2 separate regions of the Sus scrofa genome follow, and region 2 is linked to region 1. Evidence: chromatin contacts called from public HiChIP or PLAC-seq data. All regions are on one chromosome and are shown on one strand. The core of a region is the stretch at or near the end of the contact, and the rest is flanking DNA. Distances in the headings are between cores, read along the strand shown. Region 1 holds the start of FOS (Fos proto-oncogene, AP-1 transcription factor subunit). Region 2 holds the start of FLVCR2 (feline leukemia virus subgroup C cellular receptor family member 2).

What was found. HiChIP or PLAC-seq counts read pairs in DNA pulled down with a chosen protein or histone mark.
Region 2: an H3K27ac HiChIP or PLAC-seq map of alveolar macrophages shows a contact between it and region 1. The contact joins the promoter of FLVCR2 here to the promoter of FOS in region 1. A contact is called at or near these places in 1 of 5 promoter capture datasets (liver) and 1 of 2 datasets of contacts at active chromatin or transcription factors (alveolar macrophages).

The regions. Positions count from the first base shown.
Region 1 is chr7:98,446,801-98,451,604 of Sscrofa11.1, forward strand. It overlaps FOS (Fos proto-oncogene, AP-1 transcription factor subunit), which reads left to right and starts at 2,708. Exons shown (of 4, transcript NM_001123113.1): 1 at 2,708-2,848; 2 at 3,607-3,858; 3 at 4,299-4,406; 4 at 4,530-4,804. The coding sequence starts at 2,708.
Region 2 is chr7:98,716,170-98,721,566 of Sscrofa11.1, forward strand. FLVCR2 (feline leukemia virus subgroup C cellular receptor family member 2) reads left to right here and starts at 2,150. Exons shown (of 11, transcript NM_001142840.1): 1 at 2,150-2,762; 2 at 2,765-3,026. The coding sequence starts at 2,287.

The sequences.
Region 1 (4,804 bases), core at 1,458-3,957:
CTTAACCTATGGAGCCACCAGGGAACTCCTAATAAGTAAATTCTTTGTTAAATAAATTAATTTAAAAAAACAAGTGAAAGTGTGGTCCTGTCCTTTTCAAAACGGGTTTATTAAATCTTCAACTCTCTAGTCATAATGATGCCAGGAAGGAAAGAGTTAAGCTTTGTGGAAGAGACAGGCTTATTCAAAAACCCTTTTCCTTTTTTTATTAGCAAGGGCAGGATAAATGATATATGAGATAAATCCTGGATATAAAATCCTGACACATCCTTTAGGTGCTGGTCTGAGCTGCTTTGAGATTCTGAAGGGGAAGTTAATGAAATCATTCTAGGTTTTCTCTTAAGTGGCCCGAGATCCAGTTATGAATGGAAGGCAAGGCCAGACCCGGGAATTCAAAGCTTGACCTACTTTGTCTGAAGCTAATAAGAAGAGAGATGAATTTGCCTTCATAACTTTTTATTTTTTTAAAGAATCAAGGACAGTGAAGTATAGCCTAACAGATGATAGAGCTAGGTGAATGGAGGGATGCAGAATTAGGGTTCGGAGCAGCTCCACGAAGTCTGTGTTTCTGTGTTTTTTCTTTTTTTCTCCCCCTTTTTAAGTGAGGGGGAAAAAAGCGCCTAAATTCCCACCAACATAAACTAGTGACATACAATGATGAAATTCTGTTTTCACCTCTGCTTGTGACAGGGAATGCAAAAATAGCAAGTGGCCCAGTTCCACGAATCTCCGCCTCCCTGCCCTCCCCGCTCCCGCTGGGTTCGCATCTCTAAGAATGGAGGTTAGCGCCCAGCGGCGCGCGAGCCGCACTCAGCCCCCGGACCCGGCGGATGATGTCAGGCGGCAGGAGTGGCCACAGCGGGGCCGGGGAGGCCGGGGCCCCAGGGGTGCGAGGAGGGCGGGCGGGCGGCCTCGCCAGGCCGACGGCGCGCCCGGCCGCGCGGCGTCGCCTGGAGACAGCCCTGGCGGCGCAGTGTTGCTGTAAACAGCCGCTTCCCTGTTACTATCTATAGCAGGATCGCCTGGCTCCGGGGTGCGGCGGCGGGGGCAGGTCGGCGGTCCTGCTCACCGCGCGTCCCGAAGGATCCGCCCTCTGCCCTAATCCCGCCTCACCCCTCTCCAGGTGCACACCGTGACCTCCGGGTCTGAAAGGTGGGGGAAGGGACACAGGGACCCGTGGCTCTGCGGGGAACTGCGGCTTCGCGTCCCGGAGGTGGCCGGCGCTCTGGGACCGAGCCGGGGCAGGATGACCCCAGGTGTCCTTTGCAGAGGAGCAAGAGGATGGGGCGTTTGGGGGCGCAGAGCACTCCAGAATACCTTGCCTCCCCAAAGCCCCGTTTTCCAGGCCACGGAGTGGTGCCTGAGGTCCCAGCCGCCGCGGTCTCCGGCCTTGGCGCTGCTGGGCACGGTCCTTCCAGCGCCCCCGTCCTCCCCCCTCCAAGTCGGTGCTGGAAAATCACCCGCTGCTGGCTCCCAATAACCAGCTTCCGGGGCATCGAACCACCCCCACCTCTCCAGCTCGGACTTGCGCTCCCCCAATACCTCACTCCATCCAGTACCCCAACTGACGACCTTGTCCACATGACAGCCCCTCCGGAGCCCGAGCTCAGAACCTGGCAAACAACCCTACAGACATTTTTGCATGGAGGTTCTGCACAATGTTTATTGGCTGGTGTCTCTGGGGTTTGACAGTAACTCTAACATCCCGTATTTGGCCGAGGAAAAAAATGCTCCTTTTCCCTTAAAAAAAAATTAATATTAAAATACCCAGCATCGTAGATAAAGTAGGTTATCGTATTCTCTTATTTTGTATCCCTCTACTTTCCGCTTCCAAACGCAGTAACAGTCCTAGTAGTGCTGAGCGCTGGGGCTTGAGGCGAGGGGGTGGGGGTCTGCTTCCACAGTTTGCACCGAATTAGTGATAGAATGAGGAATGGGGGTGGAGGCGCATTCCTTCGGGGGCCAAGGCTTAAGCCCAAGGGGCTGTGTACCTATCTCGCCTATACCTGAACCTCAGAACTCTTCCCGGGTTTCTGTACACAAGTAAAAAGGCGCCTACGCCCCATCCCCCAACCCCGGGAACAAGGGTCCGCATTGAACCAGGTGCGAATGTTCGCTCGCCTTCTCTGCCTTTCCCGCCTCCCCTCCCCCCGGCCACGGCCCCCGCCTCCCCCCCGCGCTGCACCCTTGGTGTTGGCTGCAGCCCGCGAGCAGTTCCCGTCAATCCCTCCCTCCCGTTTACACAGGATGTCCATATTAGGACATCTGCGTCAGCAGGTTTCCACGGCCGTTCCCTGAAGTTGTGGGGGGAGCCATCCCCGAAGTCCCTCATTTTAGGGGGTCTACGCGACCCCAAGACCGAGACTGAGAAAAGCTCAGAAGATAAAGAAACACAATAAGACGAAAGGCAGGGGGCTGAGACGGCGGAAGAGGCAGCAAAGAGGCTGCAGAGGTGGCAAGATCCGAGCGCCACCCCTCGAGAGCTGCAATGGTAGCGCTCCGTGACGTATTGGGCTCATTCATAAAATGCTGTTATAAAAGCAGTGGCCTAGTACTCCAACCGCATCTGCAGCGAGCAGCTAAGCTGAGACAGAACCGGCAGCGGCGCAGCGAGCGAGCAGCGACCGCGCTCTTACCCAGCTCAGCCCCGCAGCTCCTACCTGTCTCCGCCCCTCAGCCCCTCGCCCGGCTTTGACTACCTGCGATCATGATGTTCTCCGGCTTCAACGCCGACTACGAGGCGTCATCATCCCGCTGCAGCAGCGCCTCCCCTGCCGGGGACAGTCTCTCCTACTACCACTCACCGGCCGACTCCTTCTCCAGCATGGGCTCTCCCGTCAATGCGCAGGTAAGGCTGGCTTCGTGCCACCGCGGGGCTCGGGGCTCGGGGTTACCGGGGAGGAGACACTGGGACGGGACGCTCAGGAAGACAAGCCGGGGACCCCATTGGCCAGAGAGGGAGGCTTGCCCCGGCCGGATCAGCCCTATCTCGGGAGCCCCGGACTTGTTCGGAGCGCACACATGCTTGTCAAAATAAGAATCTTTTCTCCTCTCCCGCTGTGGGCTCATTCTGAGCTGACCCTGGCCCACGCGCTCTGACTGGTCTCTGACATTAGCTGGGGGCAAAAGTGTCCCAAGCAAAGACTGGCTAACTAGAGCCGGGCACCTCCGGGGGAGGAGGCAAAAAGCGGCGATCCTCCCTCCCCTCGCAGCCTGGAGCAGGGAGGAGGGTGAGAGGAGGAGGGTGAAGCCGGCGGGTGTGTAAGGCAGTTTCATTGATAAAAAGCGAGTTCATTCAGGAGACTCCGGAGCGGCGTCTGCGTCAGCGCAGACGTCAGGGATATTTATAACAACCCCCCTTTCAAGCGAGTGATGCTGAAGGGATAACGGGAACGCAGCAGCAGGATGGAGGAGAAAGGCACTGCGCTGCGGAATTCTTGGGAAGGGAGAGACCTTTCATCCAGGATGAAGGACATATAAAAATACATAAGCAGTCCATTTTTCACTCTCTCCCTGCTGCATGCGGCACTGGGCACTCCGCTCACCCCACCTGCGTCCAGAGCCTGGTCGCTCACGTCAGCTTTCCCCTTCTATATTTCATTCTAGGACTTCTGCACCGATCTGGCCGTCTCCAGTGCCAACTTCATCCCAACGGTGACTGCTATCTCGACCAGCCCAGACCTGCAGTGGCTAGTGCAACCCACCCTGGTCTCCTCGGTTGCCCCATCCCAGACCAGAGCCCCTCACCCCTACGGAGTCCCCACTCCCTCGGCTGGGGCTTACTCCAGGGCTGGAGTCGTGAAGACCATGCCAGGAGGCAGAGCTCAGAGCATTGGCAGAAGGGGCAAGGTGGAACAGGTGAGGGTTCTCAACACCTTCTCTCTGGTGGTGGCTGGGGTTGGGGGGGTAAGGTCAGTCTTGATGGAGATGGGGAGCATAGTGGACAGGGTGAAGCCATGGGTGGAACTGATTACATATCCTGGACTGGGAACCCCGGCTCCAAGCCCTATCCATCCCAAGTCAGACTCTAATAGTCCACCCTAAGTAATATCCAATGTGCAGTTTCTTCCCTAATAGTTTCTTATCTCACCCTTGTAGCTTCTCTTTGTTCTCCTGCTGAGGTTCTTATTTTAAATGCAAGTCACACCCAGCTTGCAACTGCAGGTTAGAAATGGCTTCACAGAAGAGGTGCCAGGAGGCGGGAAGCTGCAGGCGCCAGTTTTCCTAGGGTGGGTGAACGGAGCTGATAGCAGGCACTGTTACTGAATGTTGCCCTCTCTCTCTCTCCCCACCTCCAGTTGTCCCCAGAAGAAGAAGAGAAAAGGAGAATCCGAAGGGAAAGGAATAAGATGGCTGCAGCCAAATGCCGGAACCGGAGGAGGGAGCTGACTGACACACTCCAAGCGGTAGGTAGAATCCATGGATCACTTCTTTCGAAAACTTAAGGGCAAAGTTAGAGACTGGGTAGAAGGGAACAGAGTCTTTGAGTAAGACCGTGTCTTATGCTTTGCTGTATCCTCTGTATCCAGGAGACAGACCAGCTAGAAGACGAGAAGTCTGCTTTGCAGACTGAGATCGCCAACCTGCTGAAGGAGAAGGAAAAACTCGAGTTCATCCTGGCAGCTCACCGACCTGCCTGCAAGATCCCTGATGACCTGGGCTTCCCTGAAGAGATGTCTGTGGCTTCCCTTGATCTGAGTGGGGGCCTGCCTGAGGCTGCCACCCCCGAATCTGAGGAGGCCTTCACCCTGCCCCTCCTCAATGACCCGGAGCCCAAGCCCTCCGTGGAGCCAGTCAAGAACGT
Region 2 (5,397 bases), core at 900-3,399, 270 kb after region 1:
GGGTACCAACGTGGGGTCCAGAGAGATGTGGTCTTCTCCCATTGGCCTTGCTCAGTTACCTATATCAGTCCTTGTCCAATAGGGTCCTAGGAGTGGAAATGTCCCATTAAGCCTCATAGTTTCTTTGCCCTGTCTTCCTGTAAACTGAGTCACAGGGGATTAGAGATTAATATCCGTACACTCCCCTATAGTAAACAAGGCCTGTGAGGATGTTACTCCCTGGAGCCCTTAAGCCACAAATGTTAATCAATGGCCATATCAAAGGAGGCATCCAAGCCCATGCTCCTACACTGACTACCTGAGTTAATATTCTGCCTCAACAGCAACGCAGGATCTGAGCGGAGTCTATGACAGCTCACGGCAAAGCCGGATTCTTAATCCACTGAGCAAGGCCAGGGACTGAACCCGCATCCTCATGGATACTAGTTGAATTCTGCTGTGCCACAACAGGAACTCCCAGAACTTTCAATTCTTCATTTTTGGTCACAGGGTGGAAAAAAAAGACAGGAAAGCTGTGGCACCCAGTGGCTCTTTAATGTGCAAACAAAGGAATCTCCTGGAGGCCTTTTAAAATGCAGCCTCCAATTCCATAGGTTCAGGGAGGGCCTGGGCTTCTGCCTCTGTAACAAGCCCCAGAGGATGCTTGCCCTGCAGTCCCCAGACTGTGCTTGACTAGCTAGACTGTAACTTGAAAAAACAGACTTGCATGAGAATTATGCCTCTTTAGGTCAGCTGCGACCTTAAGTAAAAACTTATCTCACCTCTATGAGAGTCAGTTTTCCCATCTAAAAAGTTTGGGCAGGCAAAAGCACTTACATTACCGAATTCTTGTGAGTAATACAGTAAACATGTTTAGCACAATACAAATATTCACTTTTTAATTGTCAGGATATCTGACACCCCTGGAATGCTTACTATCTGCCAGGAATTTTCCAAGTGCTTTCAAGTCTTAACTCATTCAAGCCTGAAAACAACACTGTGAGGTCGGTACTATTATTTCATCCTCCCATTTTATAGATTTTCCAAGAAACTGAGGCACAGGGAGGTGGAGTATCTTATTTTACAGAATACACCTAGGAGTAGCTAATCGCGTGTTTGAACCCACAGAGGATCTGGGCTCTGATCCCTCCCCAGTCTGAAATAAAAAGAGGGCAAGCCTGACGTGCAGCCCCTGATAAGAGATTACTCTTCGCAGCGGGCTGTGGACCAGCAGGTGGCAGCCTAGGGCTACGTGGGTGCAGAGACCACAACCTAAGCCCGGAACCCGTGCTGTGCCAGGCATTTCACCGCACCACTGCCATGGTCTTCAAGGTCTCCGGCTCCCCAGCCCTTCTACCCACAGGTCTTCGCCCAGGAGGTCGCCCAGGGATCCTCCAGAAATGAAGAGCCTGCGGAACAGGTTCAAATCTGAGTTCCCCAATATAAGACCCGGTCCGCAGGGAAAGCTAGCAGCAAAGCGAGTTTCCGCAACTTGCCTTTACCCGGGAGCGCAACTAGCCCGGGAAATCCACACATCGCTCTTTATACCCAAAGTCTAGCAAGGGCTGGGGAGCCCAGCCAAGTCGGAAAAAGTTGGGAATCCCTCTTGGATCCCATAGAGCAGATTGAGGGCTCTGGGCATCCGTGTGCGCAGGGAGGAGACTCTATATTTGCAGGATTACCTCGGAAGGGCGATGGGCATTTTCTTGCGGAGCGGCCTGGGAGGGGACAAATGAATTTGAGGGACAGTGCACGGGTGGGGGTTAACCGGGCGGTTTCCATGGTGCCCGGGGCGTGGGGGAGGAATGCACCCGCAAGCGGTGGCGAAACAACTATACCGCCCGGCCAGCTGCCGCAGAAGGCGGGAGGCTTTGCGGGTGGGGTGGGGGGTGGGTAGGGGGGTGGGGGAAGCCCGGCGGGACGGGGGCGGGGCGGTCACGTGCGCCGGAGGGGGCGAGGCCCCGAGCCGGCCCGGGAGCGAACCGAGTCCGGCGAAGAGGCTGCGCCTGAAGAACTGTTTCCTGGACGGAGAGGTTGAACCTCCGCAGGACGCCTGGGGAGGACTCAAGACACCGGCGGCCAGGACCGCAGTCAGTGACAGACGACGCCGAGGAAACGTGGGAGCAGAGCTTGGGGGTGAGCGAAGGCGCCCCTCTGACGGCTTTTACACAGGCTCGGAACTCCGTTTATTCTGGGGCGGGCTGGGGCAAGTGCCACGTCAGCTCTAGGTGACCGGACGAGGCCACTGTCTCTTAAGTTGTCTAGAGTCCTCAGCACTTGTCTAGGACGCCAGGAGAGGCTGTGGTCATGGTGAATGAAGATCCTAGCCACGAAGGGCTCGATGGCGCGCCGTCGCAGACTTCTGCACTCCAGGAGAACCCCAACCTCGCTGCCCAACCCAGCGTCTCCGGCCACCCCAGCATCTCCGCCCACCCCAGCTTCTCAGCCCATGCTAGCACCTCCGCGCATCCCAGCGTCTCGATCCATCCCAGTGTCTCTGTGTACCCCAGTAGTTCAGCCCACCCCAGTACCTTGGCTCAACCCAGTGGCTTGGTCCAACCCAGTAGCTCGGGCCAACCCAGTAGCTCCGGCCCTGAGGACCTTAGCGTGATCAAGGTGAGCAAGCGCCGGTGGGCAGTGGTCCTGCTGTTTAGCTGCTACTCCATGTGCAACGCCTTCCAGTGGATCCAGTATGGCTCCATCAACAACATCTTCATGAACTTCTACGGGGTCAGTGCCTTTGCCATCGACTGGCTCTCCATGTGCTACATGCTGACATACATCCTCTGCTGCTGCCTGTGGCCTGGCTCCTGGAGAAATTCGGGCTGCGCACCATAGCCCTCACCGGCTCTGCTCTCAACTGCCTGGGGGCCTGGGTGAAGCTGGGCAGCCTCAAGCCCCATCTCTTCCCGGTCACCGTGCTGGGCCAGGTCATCTGCTCCGTAGCCCAGGTCTTCATCCTGGGCATGCCCTCCCGCATCGCCTCCGTGTGGTTCGGGGCTAATGAGGTGTCCACGGCCTGCTCCATCGCTGTCTTTGGCAACCAGGTGGGCAGGGGGCTTTGTGGTTGACCGGGGGGATGGGCGTCCCTGTGGGACTGGCCGTGTTGGTGGTAGCGAACTGCCCGCCTGAGTGGAGACTGTGGTTTTCAGATGTCAATGGTGTTTGTGACCCTGGGCGACTGTAGCTGGGTGTGACAGTGTGAGTGAGTGATTGTGACTGGGTGACTGTGTCAGAGTGGTGGGGAAGCAAAAGGAGGGGCCTTTTCTGTCACCTGCATGTTCTCCTTCCCCAGCAGCCAGTGTGCTTTGGGAACACACACTGGTTTGTGGTCTCCTTCCTCAACCTCCTTCACCAGCCCGGACCTGTGCCTTCAGGAGAGCTCTTCTTTCAGGGAGCAGTCCCGGGGTGTCAGACTATTCTGTGTCATCAGAAGTTGGCAGGTGGCTTTCGCCAGGTTTCCTGAAGCATAGGATCTCCTGCTTGCATGGAAAGGCAGAGCGGGCCCTGGTTGACCTTTGACGCCGCTCTCACCTTTTATACACACCTGAAGCCAGGATGGTGGGGGCAGTGCTTTGTGCCAACTCCTTCCCTGGGGGTTAGAGCCAAGTGCAGCAGAATGGAGTTGAATTCTTGCTCTGAATTTCCAAGGCCTAGAATGTTTGGAAGGGCCTGGAAAGCTCCTTTCTTAACCATTTGTCTTCTTTTTGGAGGGAGAATCTCAGATTCTTTGCATTTCCACATGGATATGACTCAGAAAGGTGGCCATGTTGTAGATCTGGGTGCCTTCTTCAAATGTTTGAAGCAGCTATTTATGGCATGTTTCTTTATCTGGATCACTGCCTGGGGTCTCCCTCTTTTCCAAGTATGTGCAGTTGTGGCTCCACGTTTGACAAGTGACCGGTGACCCTTTGTTCTTGGAGGCCTGTTTTCCCTTATGCATTCATTACATTTAGAAAATGTAAGCTTTCATTAGAAAGTTCTCATCTGGCTCAGAAATTTCCAAACTTTCTTCGAGGCAAATTTCCATTCTGTTCATCTTCACCATCAGGAAAGTAACCCGAGCTAAAGTTTTTCAAGCCAGTTAGGTTTTTCCTGCCCCTTGGGTCATAGTGTAAGCAATCAATGAAAGCATTAGACAGGCCTTCTTCAGCACAGACAGGCAACAGAAAATCCTTTAACCAGTGTTCTTTAACCTGTGGGTTTGAATGTTCAGAAGATTCAAGGTCTGGGGATGAAACAAGTTGAAGAGTGTGTGTGTGTGTGTGTGTGTGCGCACGCGCGTGCACACTTTTTAGGGCCACACCTGAGGCATATGAAGGTTCCACCGGCTAGGGCCTCAGAGCTACAGCTGCTGGCCTACTCCTCAGCCATAGCAATGCCAGATCCGAGCCACATCTGCAACCTACACCACAGCTCGTGGCAATGCCGGATCCTTAACCCACTGAGCAAGGCCAGGGATGGAACCCGCAACCTCATGGTCCTTAGTCAGATTTGTTTCTGCTTCTCCACAACAGGAACTCCAAGTTGGACCTCTTTGTTCAGGACAGTTAGGCATTGTGGGTGACATTTATCCCCATCCCCATTCTCAAAGGTGATGTGATTGTGGGTTTGAGCATCTCCATTTCGGCTCTCCAGCAGATTTGACCTTACTGGATTTTTCCTTTGTAGGAGAGTAAAGCTGGGGAAAGGGTCCTGCTGGGCAGGACCTTTCAAGTTCCCAGAGGGTTAAATCTCCCTATTTGCAACCCCAGCAGGATTCAGACGAGGTCACTGCAATCTCCCCATTATGTGGGGAGAGCAGGAGAGATAACTGAGCCTTCAGGTGCCCTGGTGAGATCAGAGAAGCCAGTCTGTTGTTCTCGCTGTTCACCATGGAGCAAGAACTTACTGGTTTTCGGACCCCTGCACACACACCCTTCAGGGGACTTAAAGCCAAATACATCTGTAAAATTTAGTCGGAATAGTTCCTCATTCCCCACCCCCAGGTCCCTTCAAGGTCAGAAAATGCTAAGAATTTTACATTTAAAAACACCCCAAAGCATATATTTGTATCACTGAGCCATCAGTTTAATGTGTTCTTTTAGGCTTAACCCACTGTGCTGCTAAGTTTAAAAAGATAAAAAGCTGAATTGTTTATGCTTCCTCACGTAGTGAGAACTATGTTTGGTTCTTGGCATGTGTTTTAACCTTTCTGAGTAAAGCATGGCTGAATGGAGGAAAAATATTAACAGAATAACTTGAGCTTTGCTGCTTAGGTCAAAGAAGCTCCACAGAGCTGTCTAAACAGATTGGAAGTGTCCTAACAGAGAATAACTCTTGGTGGCTGCAAACTTCGCACTGATCCGCATTACCCGGTGCCCTGGTAACTCTGGCCTTGATATTCTCCACCGGGCACCTGCAGCTGCTTGCCTGAGC